Regions from separate parts of the Macaca mulatta genome. Here region 1 is linked to region 2. Evidence: chromatin contacts called from public Hi-C data. All regions are on one chromosome and are shown on one strand. The core of a region is the stretch at or near the end of the contact, and the rest is flanking DNA. Distances in the headings are between cores, read along the strand shown.

Evidence for each region. A called contact is a pair of places that touch in the nucleus more often than the background predicts.
Region 1: a Hi-C map of cortical neurons shows a contact between it and region 2, with 4 times the contacts expected there. The contact joins the promoter of PDXDC1 here to the promoter of NTAN1 in region 2. A contact is called at or near these places in 2 of 14 Hi-C or Micro-C datasets (CD4 T cells and cortical neurons).

Annotation. Positions count from the first base shown.
Region 1 is chr20:16,082,853-16,088,725 of T2T-MMU8v2.0, reverse strand. It overlaps PDXDC1 (pyridoxal dependent decarboxylase domain containing 1), which reads left to right and starts at 3,931. Exons shown (of 23, transcript XM_077987162.1): 1 at 3,931-4,120. The coding sequence starts at 4,100.
Region 2 is chr20:16,005,729-16,011,893 of T2T-MMU8v2.0, reverse strand. It overlaps NTAN1 (N-terminal asparagine amidase), which reads right to left and starts at 4,801. Exons shown (of 8, transcript XM_015125684.2): 1 at 4,683-4,801.

The sequences.
Region 1 (5,873 bases), core at 2,682-5,181, 78 kb before region 2:
CCGAGGTTGCACCACTGCACTCCAGCCTGGGCAACAGAGCAAAAAAAAAGAAAATTAGCTGGATGTGGTGGTGCAAGTCTGTAATTCCAGCTACTCAGGAGGCTTAGGCAGGAGAATTGCTTGAACCCGAGAGGCAGAGCTTGCAGTGAGCCAAGATTGTGCCACTGCACTCCAGCCTGGTGAAAGAGTGAGACTCCATCTCAAAAAAAAAAAGAAGTATTTGAGGCCAGGCTTGCTGGCTCAGGCCTGTAATTCCAGCACTTTGGGAGGCAGAGGCAGGAGGATCACCTGAAGTTGGGAGTTTGAGACCAGCCTGGCCAACATGGTAAAACCGTTTCTACTAAAAATACAGTGCATGAGGTGGTGCACGCCTATAATCGCAGCTACTCGGGGAGGCTGAGGCAGGAGAATCACTTGAACTGGGTGGGGGGCGGGGTGCAGAGGTTGCAGTAAGCCGAGATCAGGCCACTACACTTCAGGAAAAGAAAAAGAAAGGTCTGTTAGCAGCACATAAAGCCATATGTCTGTAGAGATTAAACCTCCCCACAACTGATGGCTTCATGCTCCAAATTGTACAATATTCTGCTTATCTCTCTTCACTAGTCCATAGAATGCTGCTTTATAATTTATCAGTTTTCCTATCTGTGCATCCACAAGCCAAATGGTTTCAACATTGTTTTTTTTTTTCTGGGGATGGGGGAGTCACAGACTTGAGTATATCATGAAAACGATGGATGTTTTCCCCAGAAAAATGCACTCACACACACAACAAATTTTGAGTATAGTTTCAGAGACCTCCATCTGCATCCCAAAGTAAAAACCTCTACCCAAAATAGTGTTTTTCTTTAGGGCAGAGAGAAAATAGTGTTTTTCTTTAGGGCAGAGAGAAAATAGTGTTTTTCTTTAGGGCAGAGAGCTTGTCTTTGTGGTGTGTGTGTGTGTTTGTTTTTGGAGACAGAGTCTTGCTCTTGTCACCCAGGCTGGAATGCAGTGGTGCAATCTTGGCTCACTGCAACCTTCACCTCCCAGGTTCAAGCGATTATGCTGCCTCAGCCTCCCGAGTAGCTGGGATTACAAGCGCACACCACCACACTCTGCTAATTTTTTTATTTTTAGTAGAGAGGGGGTTTCACCATGTTGGCTGTGCTGGTTTCGAACTCCTGACCTCAGGTGATCTGCCCACCTCAGCCTCCCAAAGTGCTGGGATTACAGGCATGAGCCGCCGCACCCTGCCTTTTTAAAATTTTTTAATTTTTTATTTATTTTATTTTTGAGATGGAGTCTCATTGTGTTGCCCAGGCTGGAGTGCAGTCCTGCAATCTCGGCTCACTGCAAGCTCTGCCTCCCGGGTTTACACCATTCTCCTGCCTCAGCCTCCGGAGTAGCTGGGACCACAGGCGCCCACCACCACGCCCAGCTAATTTCTTTTTGTATTTTTGGTAGAGACAGGGTTTCACCGTGTTAGCCAGGATGGTCTCGATCTCCTGACCTTGTGATCCGCCCGCCTCAGCCTCCCAAAGTGCTGGGATTACAGGAGGTGAGCCACCGTGCCTGGCCCAGCCTCTTATTTTTATTTTTACTGTTTTTTGAGACGGGGTCTCACCTTATTGCTCAGGCTAGAGTGCAGTGCTGCAATCTCGGCTCACTGCAACCTCTGCCTTCCGGGTTCAAGTGATTCTCCTGCCTCAGCCTCCCAAGTAGCTGGGATTACAGGTGTCTGCCACCACGCCCAGCTAATTTTTTGTATTTTTAGTAGAGACGGAGTTTCACCATGTTGGCCAGGCTGGTCTTGAACCAGCCTCTTACTCTTCTACATACTATTTCCAGCACAACTGTCCAAGATGGCAGTCAATAAATATTTGGCTAAATATAATAAATAATCTGGTTGATTATTTCCACTTTTTCACATTGGGTTGTCAAAGTCTACTTTTCAAACAGTAAAGTTAACTTTTCTCTCTCTAGTATTTGTTTTGTAGAATCGATTATACTTTGTAATGTAATCCACAGAAACTTGGAGGTGACTTTATACTAGTTTTGAATGATACCCATGCTGAGGTGCTCAGAGGTTGAATGTACTTATATCGATGGGTGGATATATGGATGCATGTGTGATAAAGGAAATATAGGGAAAATTAATTGTAGAATCTAGGTAGTGGGTACATGGTTGTTCACTGTACAATTGTTTCAACTTTTCTACATGTTTGAACAATTTCATAACACATTGGAAAAGTGACTTGTTTTGTTCAAGCGGGGATACATTCAGTCTTCGGTTCTTGAAAGATATAAATCTGTCATTCCTTCTGTTTGAAAAGTTCTTTAGAGAGTCTGAATAATTCCCACAGTACAGTCTAAACCAGCACACAAGGGTTTTTTGGTAGAAAATAATTTTATTAACAGAACCAGGCAATTTACCAAATACAACATAGATAGCTCAAAACATGGAGTTACTGCGCTGAAAACGTGACCCTGTTACACGGATTTCGGGAGGAAGAGTATAAAACAGGAGAGAAGGCCGGGCGCGGTGGCTCACGCCTGTAATCCCAGCACTTTGGGAGGCCGAGGCGGGCAAATCACGAGGTCAGAAGATCGAGACCATCCTGTGAATGGTGAAACCCCGTCTCTACTAAAAATACAAAAAATTAGCCTGGCGCGGTGGCGGGCGCCTGTAGTCCCAGCTACTTGGGAGGCTGAGGCGGTAGAATGGCGTGAACCCGGGAGGCGGAGCTTGCAGTGAGCCGAGATCGCGCCACTGCACTCCAGCCTGGGCGACAGAGCGAGACTCCATCTCAAAAAAAAAAAAAAAAGAAAAAAGAAAAAAAGAAAAAACAGGGAGAAAAGGAGTAAGATTTGTGGTTGTAGCGTCATCGCAGAGGTGAAGTGTTCCATTGATTGCAACTGTGGTAGTCTACATCAGTTTCCCTCATTAAGGTGGGAGGAATCTACTATGCAAATGTACGCCTTCCCCATTCGTTAGAAACACATTGCAGTAAAACTGCAGAAGTGGCCGGGCGTGGTAGCTCACGCCTGTAATCCCAGCACTTTGGGAGGCTGAGACGGGAAGATCGCCTGAGGCCAGGAGTTCGAAGCCAGCCCGGGCAACAGAGTGAGACATCCCCGCTTCTTTATTAAAATGAGATTTAAATTTTTTTTCTCTTCAATTCATCGGTAACAAGATAAAAAAATTAATAAAAAATTAACTTTTTAAAACATTTAAAGTAAAGTGGGAGTGGAAGCGGTATGTGGACTCATGGGACTCGGGTCTGAATCATACCTAGATCGGCACTGCGAAATGGGGATAATGATGATCTCCTAGAGCTGTTGAAATAGGAAAATGGAAGAGCAGCAGCTGATGTATTAATATTATCATTATTATTATTACCCATTACCTGACAAGTTATAATTGTTACATGAAGGAGGCTGGCCCAGTTGTCTGAACAATTTTTTCCCGTCTATAATTCGGCGGGAAGGTCTGAGACAAACACCTCTGCTTAGATCAGTGCCTTCGCCGAACAGCGTTCACCAAGCAGCCCCCAAACCCAAAAACCCCAAGTCCCTGGGCGCCGAGGACGCTGTAAGTCCTGCGCATGTGCAAGGGTGCTCGCTCGCTCACCGCCTTCGTGGCGAATGGCCTGTTCCATTCTCGAGGGATGACAGCGGGAGGGGAGGCGGGAGACTTGGAACCCTGGGTCCGGAAGTGCAGGTGCGTCACTAGTATTTCCAGCCTTTCACTCCATGAATAGTACTTTGTGATTATTATACTTCTACCTTGTTGATTCCGACAGGCTGCTGGAAAGAGTGAGTTTGGTGAACAATCCACCGGGCATCCTCCCCTTTTCGCCTACGCACGTTAAGGAGGGCCGGCGTGAGGCCCAGGTACGGAATCCCAGAGGGCTCCGCCCACCTCCACGGGGCCCCGCCCCGCCGCCCCTCAACCCGCAGGTTCGCCAGCCCGCGGCGCCGCTGGGCAGCTCCTCCTCCTCTCCGCCCCGCCGGCCACGGGCGCGGAGGACGTCAGCGCTGCCAGCGTGGAAACAGCGGCCGGGCGCGGGAGGAGGAAGTAGTGCCCGGGAGCATTGGGCCACCACCGGCCGCCTCAGCCATGGACGCGTCCCTGGAGAAGGTCCGTACCGGGAGGGGGCGATGGGGACGGCGCTGCGGCCCGGGGCTCCCGCCTCCGAGGCGACTGTTTGCCAGTCTCAAGCTGCCATTGTGACCCGGGCAGGGGGACGCGGGCTGACGGGCCCCGCCTGAGGAGGCCTCGCCAGGAGGGCGGCTGGGGCCCGGGCGCGTCACGGGACCGGGTGTCTCTCGGGTCCCCGTGGGCCGAAGAGGCTGGGCGGGGTTCCGTGGGGGCCGTGAGGGGCCCGGAGCCCAGAACTGGGACCGTGGGGCCGACCTTGGGCCCTGCCGAGGTTCCGTGAGTGGCCGGCCTGAACTCGGCTGGCCCTTTCGGAGTACTGGGAGCTCTCCGTTGGCGACCCCAGATGCTCCCGGAAAGAAGCCGCAGTTATTTCGGAGCCAGCTGCAAACCTGTAGGTTTTTCTTGGTCTCCAAGTTAGGAATGAAAATTGCTAAAGCAGTGGTTTTCCAACTTCAGCCTGCGTGGGAATCACCTGGGGCCTTTGGTAAAATGTGGAGGTTCAGTCCCGGGGTCAGAACCTCTGGGGGCGGGACCGAGATCTGCATGTTTAACCGCCACCGTCCCCCTCCCACTCCGCCCCACGAAGGTGATTCCGATGCTAAGCCTGCGAACACCGGGCGAGAACCTCTGTGAGTTCCAGAAAGGGGTGGGTATTGCGTAGATTGCGAATTGAGTTTCAGGGATCGCAGCTGCCCCACAACTTCCCGGCTCCCCCTTTCCAGTGGCGAGGAGATATCCCCGAGTCAACTCCAAATCCACTGGTAACAGAGCCTACCTCTGATTTCCTTTTAGGGGAACGGCAGCGTGGTGTACCTGGCTGACTGCTCTACCATGTGAAACGGATTCTCATTGTCCCAGTGTTAGGGCTTGTAAATGGGAACCGGTTTGGGTTTCTTCATGGATTCCTGCTTTCGGTACCTGACATTCTGCCCTCCCTCAAAGCCCTTCTCTCTGTTCCAGCTTGGGAGTCAGCTTGTCCAGTCCAGTGCACACCCGGCTTTTCATGCATGTGGCATTCAGGAGCAATGCTAGTGTTTTAAGACGGCTACATTTGAATTTTGAGCTGGTAGGAATAATATATTTTGTCTTTTTTCAAGGCAGCAGCTGCTGTAGATTTGTTCACTTGTCACTGGAGAGTTGAAGGCAATAATTGTAAAAGGCCAGATGTTTTCATGTGCTCATAGTGGTGTAGCCTACTCCTCGGTTGCTTAGCATACATTGGGTGGAAGACAAGAAAAAGATAATATGGTTTTCTTGTGCCATCTCTGGAGTGAATGTTATGTGTTTTCCTGGCTGGGAATAAAGTCTTTACCGTCTTCTGATTAGCAGAGTGTCTACCTTTTGGTACTTTGAGTTTGTCCAGGTGAGTGGTTCTTAAAGCAGGGGGCAATTTATTTCCCCAGGGGACATTTGGCTATCTCTGGGCATATTTTTGATTGTCACAATGGGGGCAGGGAGGTGCCACCGGTACCTAGTGGGTAGAGGCCAGGGACACAGCTAAACATCCTACATTGCACAGGACAGCTCCCCACGCTGGATAATTCTCTGGCCCAAAATGTCAGCAGTGTTGAGGCTGAGAAATCCTGGTCAAGATCATGTTTTTTTTTGTTTTTTTTTTTTTTTTTTGAGACGGAGTCTCGCTCTGTCGCCCAGGCTGGAGTGCAGTGGCCTGATCTCAGCTCACTGCAAGCTCCGCCTCCCGGGTTCACGCCATTCTCCTGCCTCAGCCTCC
Region 2 (6,165 bases), core at 3,552-6,051:
GGAAGGGAAGGGAGGGCGCAGAGGCGAATTTTTAACACTCATTTTCACAACTGGGTCACCACTCAAAAGCAAAGCTATTTGTGAGAAATTAATTATTCCTTTCACAGAGACCAGAAAGCATGTCTCTCTTCAACACAGCTCCTTCGATTTCCCAAAGAAATAAAAGCAAACATTATCGGAAGAGAGAAAGCCAGAAAACTAGCGCGGCAGACTGCTCTGCTCTATGTTTTAATTTCTGTTTTTAGACGGGGTCTCACTGTCTCCCAGGCTGGAGCGCAGCGGCAAGACCGTGCCTTACTGCGGCCTCTGGCCTCAAGCAATCCTCCCACCGCAGCCTCCCAAGGAGCTGGCGCTACAGGCGTGAGCCACCGCACCGGGCTAACTTTTGTATTTTTTGTAGAGATGGGAGGGCTCCCTGTGTTGCCCAGGCTGGTCTCAAACTCCTGGCCTCAGGTGATCCTCCTGCTTCAGCCTCCCAAAGTGCTAGGATTATAGGCATGAGTCACTGTGCCCAGCCTCTACTTTATTTTTAATTTTTTTTTTTTTTTTAAGAGCCAAGGCCTCACTCTGTTGCCCAGGCTGAAGTGCTGTGGCCCCATCATAGCTCACTGCAGCCTCAAACTCCTGGGCTCAAGCAATCCTCCCACCTCAGCCTCCTTTGGAGTAGCTGGAACCACAGGCGCACGCCACCACACTTGGCTAATTTTTTCTCTTTTAAGTAGTGAAAAGAGTTTACCCAAACTTCCCTTCTTTGGAAAAACACACAGTCCTACTTTATAAATTCATATACAAATAGTCCCAGTTTTCTTAACCTCTCATATTCTCTAGACACTAATATTTGCTTTAAAAAAAAACTTTTCCCTCAGTCCCTCATCCCTATTTCCCAATTCCTATTCAAAGGCAGTATTCTCTTAACCCAGTGACCAGCAGATTTTCTGAAAAAGGCCAGACAGTAAATATTTGAGGTTCTGCAAGGCCGCAGTCCCCGTCACAACTGCTCAACTCTGCTGTGACGAAGTGAAAGCAGCCACAGACCATACAGATGGTATGTGTAAAACTATAAAGGTGACACCGAAGTTTTAATTTCAATACAATTTAACATGTTACAAAATATTATTTTGATTTTCAACCTTTGAGAAATATAAAGAGCACTCTTGGCCTACAGGCTATACATAAACAGGGTCTGGCCCATGAGCTGTGGCTTGTTGACCTGTGTCTTAGCCAGTCACCGAGCTGTGACCTAGGGGATGATCATGTGGCCCTCACCCCTGCTGTCCTGTTTGTCACTTCTTCCTTTATAAACAGGAGAGGGGCATGAAAGTGATTTGTGAACCGTAAAGCACAACTGTATATAAGAAATTATGAGGCCCAACACAGTGGCTCACGCCTGTAATCCCAGCACTTCGGAGGCCGACGCAGGAGGATCACTTGAGGTCAGGAGTTTCAGACCAGCCTGGCCAACATGTTGAAGCCCCATCTCTACTAAAAATACAAAAATTAGCCGGGTATGGTGGCGGATGTCTGGTATCCCAGATACTTGGGAGGCTGAGGCAGGAGAATCGCTTGAACCTGGGAGGCAGAGGTTGCGGTGAGCCAAGATCGCGCCATTGCATTCCAGCCTGGGTGACAGAGCAAGGCTGCGTCTCTCAAAAATAAATAAATTAATAAAAGCAGGAACTACGCTATGCTGTGAGCATCTTGTAGACTCTATGGAACTATATCACCCAAGATGTTGCAGGACTGGTAACCGCGTACCCAGTGACTGGTTAAGAGTGACTAAGGGAGGGCTCTCAACAGCTCTGGCCAAAGGAACTTTCTGCAGGGATGGTCAGTCTATATTCATACTGTCTCATTAGGAGCCACTCTGTCTGCTCAGCACTTGAAATGTGGCTACTGCTACTGAAGAACTGAGTTTTCAATTTTGTCTAATTTTAATTGATTTAAATCATAAGGAACCACATGGCTCGTGGCTACTGTACTGAATAGCGCGGCTCCAGAGGTAAGGGCAGGCTGCCAGGGTTCCAATCCTGGCTTCCCGGCTCCCAGGATGTGGGGCCTGGGGCCAGTTTCCCAGCCTCTCTGTGCCTCACAGTTCTCATCTGTAAAATGGGAATAGCAGTAACACTTGCTGTGGTGCTTGGCAGCTTCCACTGTATTACTGTTATTGTTATTTGCTAGTCATAGCTACACACAGGCATTGAACTGTTGGTACTCCATACTCAGAACACATCGTTACATGAAAAAGACACGTAAAACAACATATAGCAAGCTATCATTGTTTAAAAGCAAATTATGTACAAAGAAAAACCTCCATTACGACTTCCACCAAACTGAAGAATGGTTGTAGTCATACATTACTTTTTTCTTCTCTATATTATTATATTTTGCTTTCCTACAAAGAGGACACCCTGCTTTATTACATAAAAATAGTCCAGGCCGGGCAGACTGGCTCACACCGGTAATCCCAGCACTTTGGGAGGCCGAGATGGTCAGATCACTTGAGGTCGGGAGTTCGAGACCAGCCCGGCCAACCACGGTGAAACCCCATCTCTACCAAAAATAAAAAAATTACCTGGGCTTGGTGGTGTGCACCTGTAATCGCAGCTACTTGGGAGGCTGAGGCACAACAATCGCTTGAACCTGGGAGGCGGAGGTTGCAGTGAGCCGATATTGCGCCACAGCACTCCAGCCTGGGCCACAGAGCGAAACTCAGTCTCCAAAAAAAAAAAAAAATTCCAACCTTTAATGTCTCCCTGTTGCTAAGTAGGTGAAAAGTCCATCTGAGCCCCTTGGTCATTTGGTCATCTGGGTACAATCCACCTCTGTAGGTTTACTTTCCATGTTTCCCCTCCTCACCCTGGCTGCTCTGGGGAAACTGGCCAGGCCACCCACCCACTGAGCCCTTCCCCTCCTGCCCACCACGCCCCAGGCGGCTTGCCCAGCTGCGATGCCTTCACCCTTCTTTTCAAATCTGTCTCGTGCCTGCATCCTTCACTTACACTGCCGCAAATCAAGGTGATTGCCCCCTTCCAAAGTTCCTGTAACACAAACTGGTCCCCAGTACAGTCTTTCTAGGACATGTCTTCTTAAATAGGCCAAAACCTTCCTTCCAGAGGAGCAGTCCCGGTATGTCACCAAATCCCCCTCCACACTTAAGTGTGCAGCCCGGGACACCCATCTAACTTTCTATCACGAACATTTTCAAACAGACAAAAGTAGAGCGTCCCCTAAATTCTTCAGGCTGCTGAAATTATTTTTCCTTGGTGAGTCCTACTCCTGACTTCGCTAGTTAACAAGACAGTAACACAATGCAAGGATAAAATGACACACCACCACACCTAGCTCGGTGCATGTTGGCTAACAGACGATGGTCGGTCCTGAAATGCAAGCTGAGAATCACACAGAGCTGTCTGCCTTCTCCTGTCAGTAAGTACTTCTCACCCTTCAGATCACGTTCAGGGGTTATTTTGTGCCCTCGTTTATGCAACACATCTTTACTGAGCGTCAATTCTATGCCAGGGACCGTCCTACACTCTGAGGATACAAAAGCGAGGATACTACTCTTATCTGCCTTCAGGAGGCTTACATTCTGGGAACAGATCAAATAGAGAACAAACGAGCAAACAAAATAATCACAAACTGTACAGCTGTGACAGATGAAACCTCTAAATGCCTTCCCCAACCCCACACACTTGGTCAGGTTCCTGTGCTTCACATCTCAGAGTGAAAGGGGACGCTTTTTCTTTATGGCACTTAACAGTTTACAGTATCTGAGCCTTCTTCCATCAGAAACCATTCTCTCTTCTAGACTATAAACACTCCGAGGGTAGGGACAGTGATAAGTACGGTGCCCAACAGATATTAGGGGCTCGATATTTGATTCTCAAATCAACGAACTGATTGAGTCCCCTTTAACAGGATCTATGGCAAGTAGGACGTTTGCCTCCCCCGCTCCACGCCCCGCTCTTTTTAAAAACTAAGAACCCCCTTGCCAACAGCCCTTGCAGAAGCGTGGACAAGAGTTGAGAGATCCATTTGAGCACAAAAGCAGAAAAAACAAACAAAACCCGTGCATCAGGGCGTGGTCCTATGGCCCAGCTGGGTTGCAAGGCTCGCTCTTCCGGCTAAAAATAACTCGGCGCCCTACGCCCCGGGGGTAGGGGAGAGAGGAGGAAGGAATGGGGGTCCCCGCCAAGATCCCCCGGCCCAAACGCTCTCCGAAGCCCGCCCTGGAATAACCTCCTGCTTCACGGGGACGCAAGGACGAGGCAACGTTCACGGCAGGCTGCCGGTCCCCGAAGGCGGGCGGCCGGATTTGCCTAAACGGACCGGCCCCTCTGGGGGCTGCAGCCGCCCCGTCTGGGAATAAGGGTCCCGGCGTGTCCTCAAGCCGCGGTGCTGTGCGACCTTGGGCTAGTCACCTAACCTCTCTGGGCACCCGTCCCCTCCCCCGTCAGAGAGTGGCCTCCGCTGCAGTCCGCTGAAGTCTCAAGAAGGCAAAAGCTCCCGGACCCCTCAAGGGGAAGGCGCGAGCCAACAATCAGGGCTCCGGACGTGCAGACAGCGCCAAGTTTCAAGTCTGTGTCGCGTGAGACGGGCGGCGGCGGGGTGAGGAGGGCGCTCGCCCGCCCTGCAGCTTCCCCTCGGGCCCGCCCCGAAGCCCCGCGCCGCGCCCCGCTCACCTCCAAAGGCGGGTGGGCTCGGACGAGGTCCCCGGCGGACTGCGGCAGCCGCACTCGCCTCCCCTCGACGAGCAGCGGCATCGCGGAGGCGGTCGCCCAGGCAGGCCCAGGGAGGCGGTGGCCCCCCCCGCAGCCCCGGGCCGCCCGCCACCCCCGCCCCTCGGGCCGCGCGTCCCGCCTCGTCCTGCCCCGCCCCGCCGCGGGCGCTGCCGGGAAGTGGAGTCCAGGCGGAGGCGGCGCTGGCCGAAGAGTCTGGAGAAATCCAGGACGGGGCCGCAAGGCCTCACGGGAAATGTAGTCCAAAGCCAGGAAGCGGCCCCGGAAGCAGCTCGCGGCCCGCCTCCTCCGCAAGGGGCGCTGGGAAGTGTAGTCCCAAAAGCGTGGGAGTGAAGGAGGCGGGGAAAGGGGAGCGGCCAGGGAGCGGCTGTGCGAGCCAAGAGAGCCTCCGGGGGAGTTCCCGGGGCGGGTTCTGGCTGCGGCTACTGCGCTTTAGGTCATTGCTCCACGCTTCCCAGGTGTGACCTTCCACAAGCTTGAGTTTGGGACCCTGCTGTGCAGCTCCGTAGGATTGTATTCAATGAGTAATAAACCTAATCAGGCGGGCACGGTGGCTCACGCCTGTAATCCCAGAGCTTTGGGGTGCCGAGGCAGGAGGATCGCTTGAAGCCGGGAGTTCGAGACCAGCCTGGGCAACATAGCGAGACCCACCCTCCCCCATACCCTCGTCTCTGCCAAAAATTTAAACATTAACTGGGCATGGTGGCATGCACCTGTAATCCCAGCCACTCTGTAGACTGAGGCGGGAGGATCTCTTGACCCCAGGAGTGGGAGGCTGCAATGAGCTGTTTGGGCACTGCAGAGGGAGACTCTGTCTCTAAAAATAATAATAATAATAAACGTAAAGAGTCTTAAACTGGGAAAATATATGCTGAACTGTGCTAGCCCCACGTACTGAAGAGATCATCGATAACACTTCGTGGTTGGAATCCAATAGGCCACTCACAGGTGGGCTGGGAATCGTGGGGGAAGGATTTGCAGATACTGACTGCACAGCCCCTAATCTGATGACTGGTCCCCAAGGCGAGAGGCGTCTCACCGTGGAGCTCTCTTCTCAAATCTGGAAATACTGCTCAAATTCATCCGACTCTGCAGCACATGAACAAAAAGTAATTTTACAAAAGATGCAGTGGTGAGTTTACAGAAGCTACAGAGGAGCCACATGATAGAGCAGAAACTTCATTAGAATTGTATCATCTGTATTCATCGTCTTTCATAAATCTCCCCTCAGCTTACACACCCCATTCAACAAAAATACCAGGAAATTTACTACAGTAAAGAAGTGACTGCAGAAGAGGGTGTTCCCATTGCCAGGTTATCCAACTTCCCACCCAAAATAACTCTATTTCTAGCTACCAGGAAATTATTTCTCTGTATTATTACACCTACATTTCTCGTTTATCCTCACAAATGTAGGAGCTACTAT